Regions from separate parts of the Mus musculus genome. Here regions 2, 3, 4 and 5 are each linked to region 1. Evidence: chromatin contacts called from public promoter capture Hi-C data. All regions are on one chromosome and are shown on one strand. The core of a region is the stretch at or near the end of the contact, and the rest is flanking DNA. Distances in the headings are between cores, read along the strand shown. Region 1 holds the start of Mnx1 (motor neuron and pancreas homeobox 1). Region 2 has its middle 23 kb from the start of Htr5a. Region 3 holds the start of Htr5a (5-hydroxytryptamine (serotonin) receptor 5A). Region 4 holds the start of Cnpy1 (canopy FGF signaling regulator 1). Region 5 overlaps Rbm33 (RNA binding motif protein 33).

Region 1 (2,854 bases), core at 231-2,730:
CACCCTCACCAACACACACACACACACACACACACACACACACACACACAGAGAGAGAGAGAGAGACAGAGACAGAGACAGAGACAGAGACAGACAGAGACAGACAGAGAGACAGAGACATGCAAATGTCTTGCCCTTCAAAGGAAGGCAGAGTCCTTACAAGGGCCACGGAAGAGCTACTTCTGGACCCAGTGATGTGTCTCTTCATAGCCTATAATGGAACCTCTGACAAAGTTCATTTTCTCAAGATAAGTCCCCGGTTTCAGCGACCCCCAAAACCTGCCCTAATCGAGGCTAGCCTTTCCGCGCACTTCCTTGTCCAGCTTGCAGGTTATTCTTTAGGTTTTAGCCTCACACCTCCAACCTCCCCTGTCTGTTAAGAGAGATAGAGAGGCCAAGGCCTGCTTGTGGCCATCTTAATAATTTGAGGCTCCTTTCATTCTGTGCGGCCCACGAGAGGCCTCACAGGCCCAGGAATGAGCCACAGAGGCTTCGATGCTCTTCCACAGCTCGCTAGGAGGTGAGAGCAAAAGGAAGGGGGTGCGAGAGAGGAGGATGCGCGTGAGAACTGTCCGGGTGCGGCGCAGGTACTCACAGCTGAAGTCCGGCATCTTGGGCAGGATCATGCCCGCAGTAGACGCGCGCAGCCACTGGTCCAGTTGGAAGGTGCTGGCACCCAGCTTGATGGGGTCGGCAGGGTGCGCAGGGTGCGCGCCCTGCACCTGAGGGTATGAGTAGGAAAGCGCCGGGTGCTGGCCAGCTAGCGCGGCCGCTGCAGCTGCTGCCGAATAACTGTAGACCGGGTGTCCATAGAGAGCCGCCTGTGCAGGGAGGCCCGCGCCGCCCTGTGCGCCCCCCGGGTGCAGCCCCAGTGCCAGGCCACCGGCAGCCGCGGCAGCGGCAGCGGCAGCCGCGGCGGCTGCTGCACCAGGGTGCGCGTGGTGGTGGGGAGTGCCCGGCCCACCCGCCGCGCCGCCGCCTCCTCCGGCGCCCAGGAATCCGGGCTTGGGCAGCAGCGCGCAGTGTGCAGCCAGCAAGCGTGGGGGCGACGGGCTCTCAGCTCTCAGCCGGTCACCGGGCGCTGCAGTGGCCTCCGAGGATGCGGGACTGCAGCTACGGCTCGCCCCGCTACTGGTCCCCCCGCCGCCGCTGCCGCCGCGGCCGGGACCAGATACTGTAGTCGCGAGGGAAGTGACCAAGGCCAGAGGCGCGCTCTGCGTGGAGGCGGCTCGCGGGGGATCCACGGCCAGCAGGGCGTCGATGCGGAAATTTTTGGATTTTTCCATCGGCTCGATTGGAGCTGACAATCAGGGTCCAAGGGTGGGCGATGCAGTCGTGTGCGGGCTTACGGAGACTGAGCGTGGCGGTGGCCAGCCTTGGGGCCGGTATTGTTACTGCGATTTTTTGCCAATAAAGTCGCAGCCGGAAACTCAGCTGAGAGCGACCATCGTCCAGGCGCCTCCTCTTTGCGGTCCTCGTGGGGACCGCGCTCCACTCACTGGTATGAACTTCCACCGGAGCGCTCCTGCGAGTTTGTGTTGGGGAGACCGGCTCTCTGCTCTCAAGAGCTCAAGCGACCGCATCGAGGCCACTGGTGCCTTGGTGGGGACCCGCGCCCCTCCGCACACTTGAAGCTCAGGGCGGTCTGGGATTGGCGCGCTCAGCGGGGGCCCGAGGAGGGCTGTCTGCCCGGCGATTGGCCGAGGGGCTCACCTGTCACGGTCCAATTAGCCTGACGCCCCGCCCCTGCGCCCCCAGGTCCTAAGCAGCCGGTGGTGAACAGCGTAGGTGGCCGGAGGAGGCAGGTTGGAGAGTTTGGAGGCTGAACACAAGCTTACTGCTTCCTTGCTGCTGGGAGAGTGGTGAGCGCCAGTAACCCTGGGTCCCAGTGAGTGCCCCCCGAGTCCCTTTGACACCTTGTTCCTCCAGAGGCGGACGCCTTATCTTCCTCCAGCTACTCGCGCTCCCTTGAGGGAGTTGTGGAATGTTCTGCACTGAGGAACTAGGTGGGTCCTCACCCCTGAAGTCCACTAGGTACCCAAAACGGGACCCTGAGCTTAGTACACTGAAGACTGTTCGGTTTCCCAAAATCTCTCGCGTTCCTGAGTGTTGATTGCTTCAAGATGGTTTGCGTCCCTGTCATTAACCCTCAGCAGGTCGAACCTTCTTATCTGCCCCTCCCCCAAAAGTATCATGCGCCGCAAATGTTTGTTTGTAGGGTTTCGGTGTGTATAAATACGGTATTAGAGGTTGAAGCCTACAAATCTTCAGTCAGAGTGGAGAGAGAGCAGTTTTCCAACTCAGAGATGCACATTGACTTGAAGGTCGTTTGCACAGGTGCCACTGAGCCGGACCTAGGTGAGAACCAAGTTCTATTAGAGCCTTGCCTTGTGGGGGTGTAGGAAAAAGGCTTTGCGGGAATTGGCCGAGGACTGCTCCCTCGGACTGAGCCAGTTCGCAGGCTAAGGGAGCCACTATCAGGCTCTCGCCTCCTCCTGCCGGCCGAGTTCAGGAAAATCAAGAAAGGGCTTCCAGAGACCGTATTAAAGTGTGAATCCAGACCTCAGCCTGCGCACATATCAAATATTTACTGTAAACACGCTTCCGGGGGCTTTTTTTTTTTAATGTAACGAATCAATAAGTAGTTTGAGAAATCAAGCTTTCTCGCTAGCTCCATTCTCGGGTATCTTCCCCAAACACGAGGGGAAAGTGGGAGGGAGTTCCAGGTCTCTGGATCGCGGCTTCCCAACCAGGTGAGAGGTTAATAAAAGATCGGAAATGGCCCAGGGAAGGCCAGGAGGCTAGGACAATCCTTGTTGGGTGAATTTAAAAGTAGCAGGCAAAGCTGTTTCAA
Region 2 (2,854 bases), core at 135-2,634, 1.7 Mb before region 1:
ATCCAGCAGGACAATAGATTCCAAGACGGTGAGCACCATGGTGAATGAGGCAGTGGTTGTGGGGGAAGAGGTGGTCGAGGGGATCAGGGAGGATGCAGAAGCCAGGGAGGAGGCTGGGGAGGAAGCGGGAGCCAGACTTATCATAAAGGGGCCAGTTTGAACAGCACTTCCAACATGGAGGCTATCAGTATAGTCATTCTGGATTTGGACAAGGAAGACATTATACTAGTTGAGGCTACAGAAACTCATATTTTGCTAGAGCTCAAGTAATAGAAACTTAGTTTCAGAATCCTGAATCCAACATCTATTTGGAATGAATGTAAGACCACAGGTAGTAGGCATACTCCTGCTTAGGATAACCATTTGCTGGTTTTCATTCAATTCTTTCTCTCTTTATTACTAAACAGTTTTACATAACACTGTTTATTTAAGAAACATATCTCTTCTTTCTATGAAACAAATTTTAAACACAATTTAAGTTGCCTTTAGTTGACCAGTAGACTATTCCAGTTGGAACATACATGGTTTTTGAAGAAATTACTTGAATAAAATAGTTTTCACATTTTCAATATGCAAATTTTGAAAATGAGGATTTGCCTAGACTTTTTTAATATTTACTGCTGGGAAACTTTCCTCATATTAACAACCCATGTGTGTTTTTTGTAGACTATCTTCTGCTGTCTACTTTCCGAGCATAGCTCTGCCCTGATGGGCATTCAGAGAGATTTTGTCACCTTTCTTTTTGGTAGACCTGTTGGGTTGGTTCCTATTACATGAACTCTTTTGCAGATAGCACATTCAGTAGCCTTATCCTGTTGGTGGAATACTGTACCATATGCTCCTCCAAAATCCATGAACATGGCTAAAATCCATAAAAACAACAAAAGCAAACTAAGTTGTAAACTTAGTTTGTTAGTTAAGTGTAGGCACTTATCCATCCGAGACAAAAGTTCCTCCTTCACCCTTGTTTTTACTTGAAATTCGCTAGAAGAAATGGCGAGCAGATATCTGTTTCACGCACTAGTTAATGCTACAGGCTCAGCAGATACAAGTTAGCTTGCTTTAGGCAAGAGACCTTTCTTGTGATGGACATGCACTACGAAGTGAGATGGAGTCCTGCTCAGTGCAGGAGGCCCTTCATTATTGCTGCAGAAGACAAAAGCCTGGCTGAGTCACTCTCCACGTCTATATATATACATGTAAACACTGTCAATCTGTGGAAGAAAGTGGCTGGAAGTGTGTTTTGTCTGAGAGGTGAGCAATAAAACACCTGTACATTCTCAAAAAAAAAAAAAAAAAAAAGAGCTGTCTGTATTCTGCACCCAGGCATTAAAGGTATGTGGTAAGAGTGAGCCAACCACAACTAGAAACAGGTTTTTCAAGTAAACAACACCTTCTGCAACAGTGCTGTGTGGGGGTGACAGAGCTCTGTATGTCTATGGTCTGCATGTACCATGGGGCTGAGGACAAATCTGTTGGCATCTTTTCCCATAGTTTCCTTGGGCATGGTGGAACTCAAGTCTTTGTCTTCCTCCTCCAGTATTTAGCGGCCTAGAGTTGATTTAATTGGATTGGAACTGATTTCTGTGTAATTTGGTCATTAAACAGCTTTGCCCAGCAAGCCAGGCATCAAGGTAGGATAAACAAAGGACTGCTCTCTCCCTGATTGTAAAGGAATTTTAATCCAGCAACAAGGCTGCTCTGAAGGTCACATCCAAGGACCTTCTAGGTCTGAGTGATCCAATTGTCATGCAGACACACCCTTAGTACATACTTTGAATCCCTCTGGTTAGAATCCTTTAGCACACACTTTTTTTTTTCCATTTTTTATTAGGTATTTAGCTCATTTACATTTCCAATGCTATACCAAAAGTCCCCCATACCCACCCACCCCCACTCCCCTACCCACCCACTCCCCCTTTTTGGCCTTGGCGTTCCCCTGTACTGGGGCATATAAAGTTTGCGTGTCCAATGGGCCTCTCTTTCCAGTGATGGCCGACTATAGCACACACTTTTAATCCCAAACAATGACATCAAATTGAGAGGCAAAGAGGCCAATCAGAACTTTCTGATTTTTTTGACTGAATGTGTCAGAGATAGGACATACCCAACTCTCAGGAGAAACACTATTTAAGAGCAACACAAGGAGAGAGAGAGATCTGTTCAGTCTAGTTGAGTGGAGTTGTTCGTTTGGTGAGGGCATTGGTGGCAACTGAGCTCCTTTGTGTGATTCTGCAAACAGTTCACGCCAGAAAATAAGAAGGAGCCAGAAGATTAGAACATGTTGCCATGTTCTAATTTGAGGCCAAGGGAAGCAATCCCTTGAGAATTCTAGAGAGGCCAAATTGAGTCAGTCTTCCTGAGAGGACTTAGGTTGTACCAGCTGAGTTGACCCAGCCAGCCAGAGTTCAGAGAGAAGCAGAACTTATTCAAATGCAAGCCTCAGAGACAACAATTACATCTGGCAAATAAAAAATACATCTAGTATATCTGGCTTATATCTGGTGCCCCAAGTGTCTCGAAGAAAACCCCAGTGTGAATGGCTACAAATACCACCAACATTGCAAGAAGCAGAGGACAGGAGTCCTCTGACAGAAAGCCCCATATAAAATTCACCAGGGGTTGTCTGGAGAGAAACATTGTTTACTCAGGTTCTGCTGGGTGCCGGGAGACTCAGGAGACCTACCTCCCAGAACAAGGAACAAAGCAGGTGAATTACAGTAAAACAGCACAAAGGACAATTTTAACTGTATTGCAAGACTTTGCCTGCATTACACATGGAACACTCCATTTCAGATCCCTTAAAACAAAAGAGTTGACAGGATACAAATGATACTTGAGAAAGCCATCCTGG
Region 3 (2,854 bases), core at 128-2,627, 1.6 Mb before region 1:
CCAGGACAACCAGTACACTTCAGAGACCTGCCCATCTCTAGCCCACAGTGCTGAGATGACAGATGTGTACTACCATATCCTCTTATTTATGTATTACTATTATTATTATGCACACACACAAGCTCCTGTGTGTACTGTGTGTATGTGGGTGTCATAAGCCATAGTGCACATGCAGAGAGACAGCTTTCTGCAGTTGCTTCTCTCCTTGAGGGCTGGGGCTGTAGCTCAATGACAGTGTTCTTTGCCTAGTATGTGCAAAGCTCTGGGCCTCAACTCTTACACTGAAACAAAGAAAACTCCTAGGTCAGACCTTTTGATAGTTTTACAAGCATGCATGGGTAATTTTTTTAAATTTTATTTCATTTATTTTTTGAGTCGGAGTCTCACTATGTAGCCCTGGCTGGCCCTGACCTTGCAGAGCTCCACCGGCCCCAAGCTCAAGTGCTAGGATTAAGGGCTGAACCATCATGACTGTCTCAATACTTTTCAAGCATGTTTCAAGCATTTCAAGTGCCGTAGAGATTTTCTCTTTTTTTTCTTTAGGGTTTGTTTTTGTTGTATGTGTATGTTTACATGCTTGTATGTGTACATGGTGCCTGTGGAAGCCAGAATAAGGTGTCATATCCCCTGGACATGGAGTTACAGCCAGTTGTGGGCCACTGTGTGAGTCAGTCCTGCGAACCAAAGCAGGTTCTCAGCAAGGGAAGCCAATGATCTTAATGGCTGAGCCATTCCCTCCAGCTTCTTTTCCATAGAAACTTCTGTAGAGTCACTAGAGAGGCTCCTGTAAGCCTCTTTCTAAGCTCAGGAAACAAGCACCCTATCTCCAACAGTCATCAATCTTTCTCCTTTAAAACAAACAACTCTTTAAGTGAGGCCACCGAGCTCTCCGAGTTAGGAGGCAACCACATACGGAAACCTGGAAGGGAACAACAGTAGGCTGTTAGGAAGTTAGTTGGTTAGTTGGTTGGTTAGTTAGCCTAACCCAGGACACCTGTACTTCAAGCAAATGGCTCGAAGTCTCAAAATCACCTTCAGAGGGAGCATGAGTGCTGGAAGAAGGGTTTAGGAAAGTTTACTAATTAATTCCCGGCCACTGACCCAGTGGTAAAGAGCGATGGGACTGTGGATAGACACCAAGCTGCGTGCTGGTATAGGCAGCGGCACCGTGGACAGCGCCAAGCACTGAGCTGCACACAAAGCCAGTGCTGAATACTCCCATGCAGAGAGCCGGGTGGAGAGAGGCGGCTTCATCAGCTGATGCCTTACGTAGTGCGGGAGCCCCACTTTGCTAAAGCAGGTCTGGGTGGGCGCGCCAGCGTGCCCTCTCGGAGCAGCAGCCTCAGGCACGGTGGAGAGAGATCAGGACAGGGCAGAAGGCCATCTCCAGAAAGCAGGTATCTACGTGGCTTCCAGTCCCCAACCCCCACCCCTCGGAGCCACTGCCGGGAGAGGGGGGAGGTGGGCAAGGAGCAACCCTGGACCAGCGACTGTTCTGACGCACTAGCTGAGTTCTGGGCATCCACCCTGCACTGGGCGGGGGCCGACCTCAAGGATGCTCTGCTGCAGGCGACCAGACAACAGTCTCCGCCTAGGTGAGGAACAGCAGGCATGTGATAGCAAAGGCGGGCCCTGGCTTCTAGATTCAGCCCCTTGAGTCCGCTTTCCATATCTCTAAGGATACCTGGGCTGCGCTGCTTGTAGCCCAGCACCCTCCTCTCTGCTACAATTTCCTCCGGACTCTGACTGGGTGGAGACTGAGGCCAGGTTCTTGGCTCTTAGCAAAATCCTCTCCATTGGCCATCGGTCGCAAACATCTAGATTGACTTCAGTGGGCTCGGTGGCAACACAGTCTAAACACAGGTGTCCTGGGACAGCAATGGATCTGCCTGTAAACTTGACCTCCTTTTCTCTCTCTACTCCCTCCTCTTTGGAACCTAACCGCAGCTTGGACACGGAAGTCCTGCGCCCTAGTCGGCCTTTTCTCTCAGCTTTCCGAGTGCTAGTCCTGACTTTGTTGGGCTTTCTAGCTGCGGCCACATTCACTTGGAACCTGCTGGTGCTGGCTACCATCCTCAAGGTACGCACCTTCCACCGAGTACCACACAACCTGGTAGCTTCCATGGCCATCTCGGATGTGCTAGTGGCTGTGCTGGTTATGCCACTGAGCCTGGTACATGAGCTGTCTGGGCGCCGCTGGCAGCTGGGCCGGCGTCTATGCCAGCTGTGGATCGCATGTGACGTGCTCTGCTGTACTGCCAGCATCTGGAATGTGACAGCAATAGCTCTGGACCGCTACTGGTCAATCACGCGCCACCTGGAGTACACACTCCGTACCCGCAAGCGTGTCTCCAATGTGATGATCCTGCTCACCTGGGCACTCTCCACTGTCATCTCTCTGGCTCCACTGCTATTTGGCTGGGGAGAGACTTATTCTGAGCCCAGTGAGGAATGCCAAGTCAGTCGCGAGCCTTCCTACACCGTGTTCTCCACCGTGGGTGCCTTCTACCTGCCGCTGTGCGTGGTGCTCTTTGTGTACTGGAAAATTTACAGGGCGGCGAAATTCCGCATGGGCTCCAGGAAGACCAACAGCGTCTCCCCCGTACCCGAAGCTGTGGAGGTGGGTGCTATAAGGATCGTTAGAAAATACGTCACTTGTATCTCACAGGCTTTTCTTGCAGCGCACTTCACCTTATGTCTGTGGAAGGTAAAACTCTCCAGTTTGGGGAGAGGTAGATGAGGGAGGAAGGGGGGGCTCAAGAGCCAGAGACTCCCTTTGCTCTAAGCACTGAATTACAGAGGCCCTCCCATACTGAATGTCTGGGGGATTGTTTTCTTTCTTGAAAAATGAGGG
Region 4 (2,854 bases), core at 203-2,702, 1.3 Mb before region 1:
TTATCTCTCTCTATATATATATTTGTTAACGACTCTTGGCCTCCATTCGGATTTCAGCTGAGAAACCACAACCCCTGCTTCCTTAGGCAACAAGAAAGGCTCTCCATACCAGCAGAATACCCAGACAAGCAATGTGCAAATGGTGTCCATGTCCCCAGGACAGGGGACACAAGGCACCTTGCTTTTATAAAACTCCCTTCACCTTCCCCACAGATCACCGAAGCATGCCACCACCCCTGAGATGTCTCACAAGCCAAAGCACCAAGTGTTCAATGAAGACTTAAGCTGAGGGGCAGCACAGGACAGCAGGGCTGTGAGTGTACCTGACTGTGCACTGTTCATCAACCACTCAAGAGTAGCTCCAGGAAGGCAAGGGGAACCCCAACAGGCTCTTAGAAGGGGGCTTACCGCGAATTTCAAAGGTCTGAAGGCATCAGAATAAAAGAAGAACTTTTTATATTCTTTGTATATTTTGTCTCCCTTCCTCGGAGCATATCTCCTGAAATACTTCTGCTTGGTCACTGGGTCGTCCTCCAGCTGGTAATCGTTCATTCGCATACACACTTTATCCAAAAGGTCGATGAGGAACGCCTCGGACTGGGCCAGGGGAACCTACAAGAAGAACAGAACCAGCCAGGACACTTGCCCATGCCCACGCCCACGCCCACGCGGGTCCAGTGAACAAGTGAAGGGACGGCTTCCCGCAGCCGCATCATTCTTTATGCAGCTTAAAGCAGGCTTAAATTCTAGTGAGAAAATAACGTGCTTGACAGTGGACAGTAAGAGACAGAGAAATCTAGAAGCTGTACTTAAAGATAATTTTTAAAAGTTGTTGAGTAGAGGCTGAAGCACAGAAAATGGGAGGAGAGGGGGGCGTCGAGAGCGCATCAGTTCTGTGGGGAAGCCACACTTCTGCCCATCCCGCGTCGCGCTGCCCCCCTCGCCTTCCGGACTTCCCGAGGAGGCTATGCGGGGTCCACACCGAGGTTGTCAGGGGCAGCAGGGCCCGGTTGCCCCTCATCGGCCTCGGCTTGCTCTGGGAACAGCTGGCGCGCGTCCCGGGAGCCCCTCTCCCTCCAGGACCTGCCGGGGCGCGCTGGGATCCGTGCCACCACCTCCGCCCCGGGCGCGGGTCAAAGAGCACCCCGCGCCCTTGGAAACCGAGACAAAACCTTGTGCGGCGTCTAGACGGGTCAAGGTGCAGGAGGCCGGGTCCCTGCGGCTCCTTCCGGAAGGGGCGTGGAGCCGCCAAGGGCGTTCGTCCGGGCCCGCGGCTTTGCGGGCTTTCTCTCTCTCCACCCTCTGCTGATCAAAGAAGGAAGTTTGCATGACAACTGCGCTGAAAGGGGCTGCATGACAAATGAACTCGGTTTCTGCAGTGTTGATATATCCAGCTCCCTTTGTCCCCTTTCACACGCAGTGTGAACCCTTCCGGTGCCAACGACTGCGCGACATTCACTGGCGCGCTCGGGGCGCACAAAGGGTCCCGACGTTTCCCCGCCATCTGGCCGCAAAGCCGATCCGCAATTAATTTGAAAGCGCGGATGGCGGAGCCCGAGAGGAACACTCCCTGATCGCCGCCGCCCCCAGCGTCCACCAGGAACCGACCCCAGGCACGCACTTTACCCGGAGCGCAGGGACGGAGCACGAGGATCGCGCCGCACCTGCTGCGGCCCAGGTGAACCTCAGGCCACCGGGAACTCTCAAGGCTCTTGCTTCGCAAGAGCAATTAATTAAATGCGTCTGCGAACTAAAATGAGAACACTTCACAGCAGGTGTCAAGTTTTTTTTTTTTCAAATTCAGTAAACTAAAAATAAATAAATGTCTACAGTGAAAAACCTAGATTCTACAATGGCACTTTCAAATACAAATGGCATTTTTATCTGTGCTTTTCAAGCTTTATAAGTTGCAAAGAAGAAATTCACAGGTTTACTGGCACAACTGAAAATCGGATGACTCTCCGGTAAACTCGGAGAGTTTACTGGGAAAGGCGCGAGATCGCAAAGGTGAATTCTCACACGAAAGACTCAAAGCAGGTCTTTAACACAACGAGGGCTCGGATTTTCCGGGATGCCCGACTGTTGAGCATCTTTCCTTAACTGTTAACGTAAAAGTGTCAGTTTATAGTTGTCCACAAAGCAGGATTTTAAGTCACAGCGAAAGAGGGTCATTCATTTAAAAAAACCTAACAGCAACTAGGAATTTCATTCTCTCCTTCCCTCTCCCATGAAAAAAAGCAAGCAGGCTCTGTGTAGGAGTGGGGAAGGGTCTTGGGTGGGACGTCTCAGGCATAGGGAAAGGGCCCTGGGAAGACCAGTCCGGTTACCAGGTCGGAAGGTCCTCACATACTAAGCGTGTCTTCGCCTCCTTAGAAACTGTTCTGTTTTAGTTCCCTTTTCAAGTTGACCTAATACCTAGAGCTGTGTACAGAAGAATGCTGAGTCTTAGAAGTTTGTTTTAAAGTATAACCTTACACCTTTGGATAAGGAGGCAGTGTGCCCTCCTTTAGCACAAATAGTGTGTGTGTGTGTGTGTGTGTGTGTGTGTGTGTGTGTGTGTGTGTTCGCGCGCGCGCGTGAATTTCTACAGGTTTTGTTTTGCCCTTTTTTTTTTTTAAGTCTGAAGATTGACAGCTTTTGAATGGCGTTAGCTAGCTAGCCTTTTGCAGTAGTCTTTAAAATCAGGCGCAGTTGCTGCTGAGGGCTTACAGGATGCTAGATAAGCATCTCCAGAAAGGGAAAGGGCCCTCCCAACGTGATAGTGCTGAGGTCATTTTACCGAAGAATCTCCAAATTTTGATCTTAAAATCCCCAAGCACCGTGTATTGGGAAAACATTTTAAAAAGATGTTTCT
Region 5 (2,854 bases), core at 170-2,669, 1.1 Mb before region 1:
AGCTCTAGCCAGCTGTTGTTATACCTCATACCAGTTGTGAATGACTCAACTTCTTTGGGCTTGTGTGTGTGACTTATAACCTGTGAGCCTGGTGTGACTCGCAGTGGGTGTTTCTTGTCTTTCATAGCTAATTTAAAAATTAAATCATTCATCTTTGCATATTTCATTTTGATTTTTGAGATAGGGTTTCATGTAGTTCTGAATTTGCTATGTAGTTTGAATTCCTGATGTTTTTGCCTACATTACCAGATACAAGAATTAAAGTGGGTTGCCACTATACCCGACTTTCTTGAATTTTTTTTAAATCGTGAAAGATGGAGAGTCTGAGTTTAAGACAGTAGATTTTAGTCATTTCTTTAATTATGTTACCTTTAAAGATGTTTTCATTCATTTGTCTTCTAGTTGTTGTACATTAGTTCTTTTTATTGGAATTATTTAGGTCCTCTTTATTAAAACAATTTCATCGTGATAATAGGAAACAATCCTAAAGATTTTCACAAGAATGATTTCTTGGGGGCTGGAGAGATGGCTCAGTGGTTAAGAGTACTGGCTTGTCTTCTAGAGGTCTTGAGTTCAATTCCCAGCAACCACAAGGTAGCTCACAACTGTCTATACTAGGATCTGATGCCCTCTTCTGGCATGAAAGTGTCTGTACGGATAGAGCACTCATTTACATAAAATAAATAATTTTTTTCTCTTAAGAATAACTTCTTGATATTCTGTGTACTTGTGATGGCTGGATCACTGTTCAGTTATGCCTGGAGGAAGATGCTGTGTTTCATATAGAGCTTGTTGTTGGCACCATATCTGGCATTGACTGCTCTGAAACTCATTTTTTATAGCACATAGAACTTGAAGCTCTCCTTCTCCAGGGTCACAAGCTAGCCTTCTGTGTGATCATCTGACACATAAAAGCTTCCCTGCTTTTGCTATAGAAAAACCCATGCTTGGGTAGTTGTCTATCTTGGCTGCTTCTGGGATTCTGTGCTGCTGCTGTTTCTTCTTTCTCTTCATCATCACCATCTTCATCATCATCTCAATTTTCTGCCTATAAATGCTAGGTCTGGTGGCTGGGAGGAGTTCTAGAAGAAAATCGGTGGCAGATTAAAGTGTTCCTGAGGATTTAAAGAGGTCTGTGCTTCCTGCTGGCATTTGCAATGGCTACTGTTTGTCTAGGGTTGAGCATGTGCCACTCACATTTTCATTTCACTGTGGAGCAAACTGAGTCTCCACATAACGAAGCAGTAGGTCCAGACATCTGGTTGGGTTCAATTCTGAGTCTTGGCCCTATTTAATAATAAAAGCAAAGGTAGGAAACATCAAAAGTTTATTTCCTGTGACTGCTGGGACCATCAGTCCTTCTCTGATTAACCTTAGAAACAAGCAGTTAAAACAAAGCCTTCAGCCTCTTCTGGCTCCTGAGAGGTGAAACCCAGCTCACCTCTGAGTGACCTTGGTTACTTGATTTACATCTTTGCTTATCAGTAAAACAAAGGCCTAGTTCCTTTCCGGGAACTATCCTTTGGTTGAAGGGAGAAAGTGGAAAGTAGGCAGATACTTTATCCTGATCCCGGTTATGAAAGATTTAGAAATTTGGCAGCAAACTAAGTAAACAGTTGTCTTCTTTGAGCACATGGAGAAGTGGGAGAGACTCAGGACCCCCACCCAGCAGGAAAGCTGGCTGGTCCGCAGTGGGCTTCTTTGTATTTGTTTTTAAAGGCTGTCCTACTATCCCGTGGAAGACCTCAGTTGATCTATGGGAGCTTGCTTTGGAAAATGGGGTGAATTTGTCCCTCTTCTTCCCTGTCTTAGAGAGGCAGTGAGGGTATCTCCGTCCTTCTCACCAGGCTTCCTTTAGAGACAGTGTGTGGGTCCCTCTTTCTGTGGGTCACAGGCTAAATTTCGTTTTGTTACATCTTGGATGAAAGAGAAAATTTGAGGCCTTGTCCCTTTCCCACATCCACCAGGGGTTTCTATCTTGTACTGCATTTGCTCCTCCACCCCCACCCTCTGTCTCTCTGTATTTCAATGTCCATTTATGACTAAGTAATTTCTCTTCCTCCGGTGGTTTATGAGAAGATTGGAGGTACAGAGTGCTGCCTTAGGCCAGAGGCACTAGAGACTGTAGCTACACACTGTATAGTGCACCAGCCTAGCCTGGGGTCTCACCCAGAGCCATATGTTTGATTTCTGGTCTCCTTTTAGTCTGGAGCAGTCTCTTGGTTTTTATGTTGCTTGCCTTTGACCTTTTAAAAGACTACAGTCTGTGATTTTTGTGGCCTTTGCTGTAATTTACATCTTATCTATTGCTTCTTCTGATATGTTTGAGGTTGTTTGTGTTTGGCAGGCTCGACATAGAAGGGAATGTGTCCTTGGTGTGGCTGTGCAGACTTGCCCTATATTGCTGAGATTAGCTTTAATGACTTAGGTGAGGCAGTGTTTGCCAAGTCTTTTCTACAGCTGGCCTTACCCACTGTAAGTTGTAGTTGGGAAGGAGCTCTGAGTGCCCCACTTACTACACTATCTTCTTACCATCCAGCACTGATGTGTCCAGTTCTAGTGTGCCTTGTGTATCTGCTCTTACTTGTTCATTTTCTTAACTTTAGTCAGCTTTGTGAGGTTTGGGTTTTTCAGTGAACTGTCACGGCCATTATTTACGTTGATGCTAGATCTCATCATGATTCGCTAGAGGGGCTCTCTTCTTATTGGCTTCTGTGTCCATAGAGAACTCTCCATTGTTCTTTGAATGTATGCTTATTTCCCTATACTCAAACTCTTGTTTGATGTGTCTCAGCCTTTTTCTGTGTGGCTCTGGGGTGGGTCTTTTCTTTAGAAGTCTTTAGTTCCTTGGAAC

Evidence for each region. Promoter capture Hi-C pulls out the DNA fragments that hold promoters and counts their contacts.
Region 2: a promoter capture Hi-C map of embryonic stem cells shows a contact between it and region 1, with 2.8 times the contacts expected there. The contact joins the enhancer-like site here to the promoter of Mnx1 in region 1. A contact is called at or near these places in 7 of 39 promoter capture datasets (the C10 cell line, cranial neural crest, embryonic stem cells and 3 more) and 1 of 484 Hi-C or Micro-C datasets (embryonic stem cells).
Region 3: a contact with region 1 is called in a promoter capture Hi-C map of hippocampal neurons, with 2.7 times the contacts expected there. The contact joins the promoter of Htr5a here to the promoter of Mnx1 in region 1. A contact is called at or near these places in 4 of 39 promoter capture datasets (the C10 cell line, hippocampal neurons, liver and 1 more).
Region 4: a promoter capture Hi-C map of second pharyngeal arch cranial neural crest shows a contact between it and region 1. The contact joins the promoter of Cnpy1 here to the promoter of Mnx1 in region 1. A contact is called at or near these places in 14 of 39 promoter capture datasets (cranial neural crest, embryonic stem cells, epiblast stem cells and 9 more), 4 of 484 Hi-C or Micro-C datasets (cortical neurons, cranial neural crest and gonadal supporting cells) and 10 of 115 datasets of contacts at active chromatin or transcription factors (astrocytes, craniofacial prominence, embryonic forebrain and 5 more).
Region 5: a contact with region 1 is called in a promoter capture Hi-C map of embryonic stem cells, with 4 times the contacts expected there. The contact joins the enhancer-like site here to the promoter of Mnx1 in region 1. A contact is called at or near these places in 11 of 39 promoter capture datasets (the 3T3-L1 cell line, the C10 cell line, the SN4741 cell line and 6 more) and 5 of 115 datasets of contacts at active chromatin or transcription factors (astrocytes, embryonic stem cells, pancreatic cancer cells and 1 more).

The regions. Positions count from the first base shown.
Region 1 is chr5:29,476,990-29,479,843 of GRCm38.p6, forward strand. It overlaps Mnx1 (motor neuron and pancreas homeobox 1), which reads right to left and starts at 1,481. Exons shown (of 3, transcript NM_019944.2): 1 at 596-1,481. The coding sequence starts at 1,286.
Region 2 is chr5:27,817,742-27,820,595 of GRCm38.p6, forward strand. No RefSeq gene overlaps it. Among named protein-coding and RNA genes, the nearest start is that of Htr5a, 23 kb to the right of the region's middle. Within about 2 kb of position 1,385, at least 13 of the 459 cell types and tissues checked have an H3K27ac peak or open chromatin away from gene starts, as enhancers often do. A contact at or near this core is called in embryonic stem cells, where this site is marked.
Region 3 is chr5:27,840,570-27,843,423 of GRCm38.p6, forward strand. It overlaps Htr5a (5-hydroxytryptamine (serotonin) receptor 5A), which reads left to right and starts at 1,378. Exons shown (of 2, transcript NM_008314.2): 1 at 1,378-2,620. The coding sequence starts at 1,880.
Region 4 is chr5:28,208,716-28,211,569 of GRCm38.p6, forward strand. It overlaps Cnpy1 (canopy FGF signaling regulator 1), which reads right to left and starts at 1,453. Exons shown (of 3, transcript NM_001310511.1): 1 at 409-1,453. The coding sequence starts at 558.
Region 5 is chr5:28,397,507-28,400,360 of GRCm38.p6, forward strand. The region is part of intron 15 of Rbm33 (RNA binding motif protein 33); the gene reads left to right. Among named protein-coding and RNA genes, the nearest start is that of 9530036O11Rik, 68 kb to the right of the region's middle. Within about 2 kb of position 1,420, at least 55 of the 459 cell types and tissues checked have an H3K27ac peak or open chromatin away from gene starts, as enhancers often do. A contact at or near this core is called in embryonic stem cells, where this site is marked.